Linked DNA regions of Oryctolagus cuniculus: region 2 is linked to region 1. Evidence: chromatin contacts called from public Micro-C data. All regions are on one chromosome and are shown on one strand. The core of a region is the stretch at or near the end of the contact, and the rest is flanking DNA. Distances in the headings are between cores, read along the strand shown. Region 1 holds the start of CD164 (CD164 molecule). Region 2 holds the start of CEP57L1 (centrosomal protein 57 like 1).

Evidence for each region. A called contact is a pair of places that touch in the nucleus more often than the background predicts.
Region 2: a Micro-C map of ear pinna shows a contact between it and region 1, with 7 times the contacts expected there. The contact joins the promoter of CEP57L1 here to the promoter of CD164 in region 1. A contact is called at or near these places in 2 of 6 Hi-C or Micro-C datasets (ear pinna and an unstated tissue).

Annotation. Positions count from the first base shown.
Region 1 is chr5:62,012,055-62,014,754 of mOryCun1.1, forward strand. It overlaps CD164 (CD164 molecule), which reads left to right and starts at 1,355. Exons shown (of 6, transcript XM_017345316.3): 1 at 1,355-1,690. The coding sequence starts at 1,510. It overlaps LOC138849788 (a long non-coding RNA gene), which reads right to left and starts at 1,086. Exons shown (of 2, transcript XR_011388959.1): 1 at 920-1,086; 2 at 1-246.
Region 2 is chr5:62,309,793-62,312,492 of mOryCun1.1, forward strand. It overlaps CEP57L1 (centrosomal protein 57 like 1), which reads right to left and starts at 1,337. Exons shown (of 11, transcript XM_070073727.1): 1 at 1,201-1,337. It overlaps SESN1 (sestrin 1), which reads left to right and starts at 1,874. Exons shown (of 10, transcript XM_008263340.4): 1 at 1,874-2,659. The coding sequence starts at 2,381.

The DNA of each region.
Region 1 (2,700 bases), core at 105-2,604:
ATTTAGTCTGGGTGTCTGACGGTCATGGGCCAAATACAGTGCGTGGGGTGTGCTGAGAGCAGAGCAGATGTCTGGTTGAAAGGCTGATGGAGGGATCTCACATACTTGACTGCCTTCTCATGCTTCTGCTCACAGAACTGATCAGAAACCAGCACTTTCCTGTTTACATCCGAGCAAACCTCCAAGCCGTGCAGCCAACAGAACGTTCAGTCATGAGCGTGCAGGAGGACCCCACTGATCCAGATCCTATGTGGAGATAAAAACTTTAAACCTGACGCCAAACAAATGCTAACTCGGGTATGCTGTCATCTTTCTGGTGTTTGAAACACGGCAAAACAGACCTCCACGGAAGCAGTCTGTGTTGAGGAAACACACCCACGATTAAAATTACATGATAAATATAAAGCAGCTGAAACAGATGGCATGAAATCCAGCTATCAAAGTCTAACTTTCAGCATCGGATATAAGCATCTCCAATACCGCCGCTATTTTTCGAGAGTGGACGTCAGATGGCGCTCACCCTCACCGAAAGGCACAGCAGCGTCGGACCGCTGTAACAGGCATTCAACAATCCAGCTCTGCGGGTAGAGGTCACTTTTCTCAGTCTCGATTTCCTCACCGGGAACGTGGGGGGTGGGGACGGACCCGACGGCCTTCCAACTGCACCGCCCTGGATGCTGACTCCAGCGGTACAAGAGGGACACACCGGCCCCGGCTGCCGCCAACGCAAACGGCAACTCGGAAAAGTCAGGCCGGCGAAGCGGGAAAGCAGAGGCGGGACAGTGGGCGGCCCTGGCTGGGAGGCTGCAGATCTGAGCCGCTCGCACTGCGTGGGCGGCAGAGCACAAACTCCTTAACCAGGCGGTGTCTCCCATCTCCCCGGGGAGTCCCAATGAGGACTACTTTCAGTAAAACCCACCTTCCGATGGGGCACGGCCCCTATCTGGGGACACGCCAGCACAGGGCGAACTTACTCCTTCCCTGACTTCGGCGAGCGCCGCCCAGAAACAACTTCCGCCCGTTGGGCCGCGGGTCCGGGAGGACCGGCCCTGAGGTCACGTGGGGACGCGGACACCCGGCCTCTCCTGGCGCTCAGGTGGAGGCCTTACGCCACGTCACGTGGGTCGTTCCATCCAAGCCAGGGTGGGGGGAGCTTTCCTATAGGAGGTACGAGAAAAGCCTAGTCACATCCTGCGTGATAATCGGAGGCCAAGAAAAACAATTTCCAGCTTCTGTACCTATTTCTTGCTTTATTACAGTTTCCCTGAGGGACAGCCTGCCTCGGCTGCTTCAGGACGTCCATGCTCTTCCCCCTTAGGTCTCCCGTTGGTATAGCCCGAGCCCCGCCTCCCCTGGCCCCGCCCCCACGCCGTGGGCGCAGCCCCTCACGTGACTTCAGCGCGCTCCCGCAGGGGAGCCAAGTCTTGGAGGCGGCGCCGCAGGGGACGGAGGGACTGAGCCAGCGTAGTGCGCTGCAGCTTTCGCGTGGACACCAGCGCCGAGGACACGATGTCAGGCCTCTCCCGCCCGCTACTTTGGGCCGCCACCTGCCTGGCCGCGCTCTGCGTCCTGTCCGTGGACTCGAACACCACCGTGACCCCGAACGGGACTGAAACTCCGACTTTAACGCCCTCCAAGATAGTGCCGACGTCGCTGAAGCCCTCCCCGTCGACCACCCCTCCAGCACTAGGTGGGCGCCGGCCCTGGGAGTCCCGCGCTCGCCCGCCCTTCCCGGCCGCACGCCTTCGCCCGTGCGCGCGGGTCCGGCCGTGGCGGCGACTCCGACAACATGGCGGCCCGCCCCGAGTCCGCTCGCGGGGCGGCCGGGGCGCGCTCCGGGCGCCATCGGGCTGTTTCCGACCCCCGAGAGCATCGCACGCTGCGGTGGTCTTTAAAAACCGCGTGGTAGTCCCTAGCTTGACCTTAGGCGCGGACGAGGGGACGTGGCTTCCTTCCGCGGTGGCAGCTGTGGGGTTGGTGATGGGGCGAGGCGACGCCTCCGGAGTTGGCGGCGAGACCGAACTTTCCTGTCCCCGGGGCCGTCTCCCGAGGGAGGCTTCTCCGGAAGTGGGCGCAAGACGGAAAGAGAAACTTAACGCTGAGCGCTCGCTTGGGTGTCGGGCTGGGGTCCGAGTGTGCGAGTCGCTGGAGGTGTGATTGCCCTGGTTTTGCGGGTCTCTGCGGGCGGTATCTGAGGTCCAGCACATAGATCGTGAACACTGGACACCGTGCGGTGTGCAGAGAAGTGGTGCCCAGCGCGTGCCCGCGTGCGCTCTGCAGGTGCGGCTTTCGGGGCTCGGGGCACCGCCGGAAGGCGGACGGGGAAGGGAGTCCTCGGGGGCGTTGGGTTTCGTAGGTTGTGGAGTTGGCTTGGAAGCCAGGCCTGTAGGTTTTCTGGAACACACCTTTTGTTCAGCTGTGCGGGAGAGGAGGACGGGTGAAGCCGTACACGGATCGTGGCAGAAATTGGCGTGTGCTTCGACAAGGCAGAAGAGGGAGGGAAAGTGCATTGGAAGTATTAAGGAGAAGAAACTGGATGTTCAAAGCCCGCAGTGTAGTGCGATTGGTTACTCTGGTTGTTACTGGGTAAGGAGGAACTCACTGGACTGAAGCCTGGCTGAGGTGGAACGACTTGACCAAGGCATTTTTCTCATGCTGATCATATTCTGCGGCGTCTTCCCTGGCCTTAGTATCGTACAG
Region 2 (2,700 bases), core at 87-2,586, 300 kb after region 1:
AAGCTTAATGACTTTTTTTTTTTTTTTTTAAAGAATGACTCTTTTAAAGATACTAAACTTGGTGGGGTTATGCATCATCTTCATGGCCTTCCCAGAATTCACACTTAGGAATATTGAGGATACTTTTCCTTTCAGTCTTATATAAGGCACATTTGACTACTTGCTTTTAAAGCGCTGTTGAAATTTTTAAAGATTTATTTGAAAGAGTTACAGAGAAGGAGAGGCAGAGAGAGAGAGAGAGAGAGAGAGAGAGAGAGAGTTATCTCCCATCCAGTGGTTCACTTCCCCATATGGCCGCAACCAGACAGGAGCCAGGAGCTTCTTCCGGGTCTCCCACGTGGGTGCAGGGACCCAAGCGCTGGGCCACCTTCAGCGGCTTTCCCAGGCACCTCAGCAGGGAGCTGGATCAGAAGTGGGGCAGCCGGGGGGACTCCAACAGGCGCCCATAAGGGATGCCGGTGCTGCAGGCGGCGGCTTTACTCCAAGGCACCACCCCAGATCTTATTTAACAAAACAAATAAGCCCACAGAACACCCCTGGAGAAAGGCAGAAAACAGTGCAATTGCACAGGGATTTTTAACCCATCCCGCGCGTGTCCACAGGAACCGGCAAAACAGACAGCAGCGCGGGGCCCCCTTTCCAACGCATCTTTCCGTCGTGGTCTTAATCAGGCCGCTCCCACAGACCCTCGGGATCGCGACCCCCAAAGCCTCGCCTGACCACGCCCCCGGACTCGGGGCACCTGCACCAGTCCTTCTCTCGCAGGTCACTGGGAAAAGTCCCCGGATAAGGACCGCAACCTTAGACGGCTTGGTTTCCCAGGTTCCAGAGGAAATGGAGGACGGAGAAAACCCTATCGAGGGGAACATGACGAAAAAGCGCGCAGTGCTTACCAGACCGACGCCCTGGGGCAGCCGCTGCCTCGGCTAACCAGTTGGTTCACAGGCTGCCACATTCAGGTCGCAGTGGCCTCTGGGGGTTGTAGTTTCTGTCGCACACAGACAGCGCCGGCATCATCAGAACCACATTTCCCAGAAGTCAATGCGAAAGTGCCCTGCCTCCTTAAACCTGGAGCTCGCCGGCGCTATTTTTAGGCTAATCTTAAATTTTTAAATTCTTCCAAGGGCGCGTCCGTGTCCTCCTCCCCTGCTTGTGTATAACTCGTGTGTGAGCAAGTCTCAGCACATTCCTGCTCCTTACTTTTCCTCCCTCTTCTCCAGGACAGACTCCAAACGCTCAGGAACGGAAAACGCCCCTCGGCGCGCGCCAAGTGGTTGGGAAGGCGCATGCGCCCTGCCCGCGGTCACGCATGCGTAGCACCCGGCAGCGGTTTGGCGGCCGCGCGCAGCGGACTTGGGGTCTGGAGAGGTAGCCTGGCGGAGGGCGGGGCTTTTTCCAATGGCTTTGCCACGGCGGGTCGCCGCTGCCTGGGCGGGGAAGAAGGCGCTGGGGCAGGGGCAGGCGGCTCCCGGTTAGTGCCGGGCGGAGAAAGGGGAGGGGCTGGGGGGTGAGGACCCCATCTCCCCTCCCTGCTCCCGCCTTCTGGGCCGAACCCCACAGATGGGGCTGGACGAAGGGGCGGGCTTTGCGCCTCGGTCGGGGCCCAGCCGCTCCCGCAGCTCCGAGGACTGCCGAGGCCGCCCCGTGCCCTCTGGCTGGGCGGGCGGTAGGCGAGGGCACAGGGGCCGGAGAAGCGGCGTCTTCCCGGGCGTCCGGAATCGGCCGCGGCCCGGGCCGCTCTCCTTGCCCTTCTGCACGGGGGCTGCGGGAGCCCCCCTGCCGGGAGCGCCCGAGTCTCGGGCCGGGCCGGCCACCGGGCCCGGGGTCCGGCGAACCTTCGCCGCCGGCGTCCAGCGAGCGGCTGAGGCGCTGGGCGGCGCGCGCGGAGGGCGGGACCAGGCGCCGGAGGAGGGGCGGGGTGGGAACGCCGGGGCGAGCCGTGCGGCCGCACAGACAAAAAAAAAAAAAAAAAAAAAAAACCGAATGGCTGGAGCGCGTTCCGCTGCCAGCAGCGTTTTTGGGCAGAGCGCGGATTTGACAGCTCGACGACGTGAGGATATCCGCTGACCCCGCGAGGCCGAGAGCACTTCCCCGAGACTCCCCGTGCCGCGAGGCTGGCGCTGGGCGGACTGCGACTTCCCAACTTTTTTGTTTTTTCCATCTCCGACCCGAAGAGCGCCCCGTGGGTGAAGGAGAAGGGTGAAAAGGGTGCTCGGTCTTGCAGATCGGTTCTGGTTCCCAGCGTCTCGCAGACGTCGTGTTATGACGGCTGCGTTTCGCCCCGGTTTTAGCCGCACGTGCCCCATGTAAGGGCTGCGGGGCGCTTTGGGGGGCATGCCGAAGGGGGACTGAAGACCGTCCAGGCAGAAGCCCGATTGCCATGGCTGAAGGGGAGAATGAAGTGAGGTGGGACGGACTGTGCAGCCGAGATCCCGCTGTCCGAGAGACGGCCCTGGAGAACATTAGGCAGATCGTTTTGCGAAAGACCGAGTGTCTGCGTTCGCTGGAGGGGCCACCTTCTCGTCCACCCGACGGGCATTCGGACGCCGCCTCTGTGGACGGGCTGAATAAGCTGCTCGCTCGGCTACTGATGCTTTCCAAAAGGTGTCCCTTTAAAGACGTGAGAGAGAGGAGTGAGTTTATCCTGAAGAGCGCCCAGGTAAGGAAGCGCACTTTAAGTACGTTGGTCTCTGTGGTCCA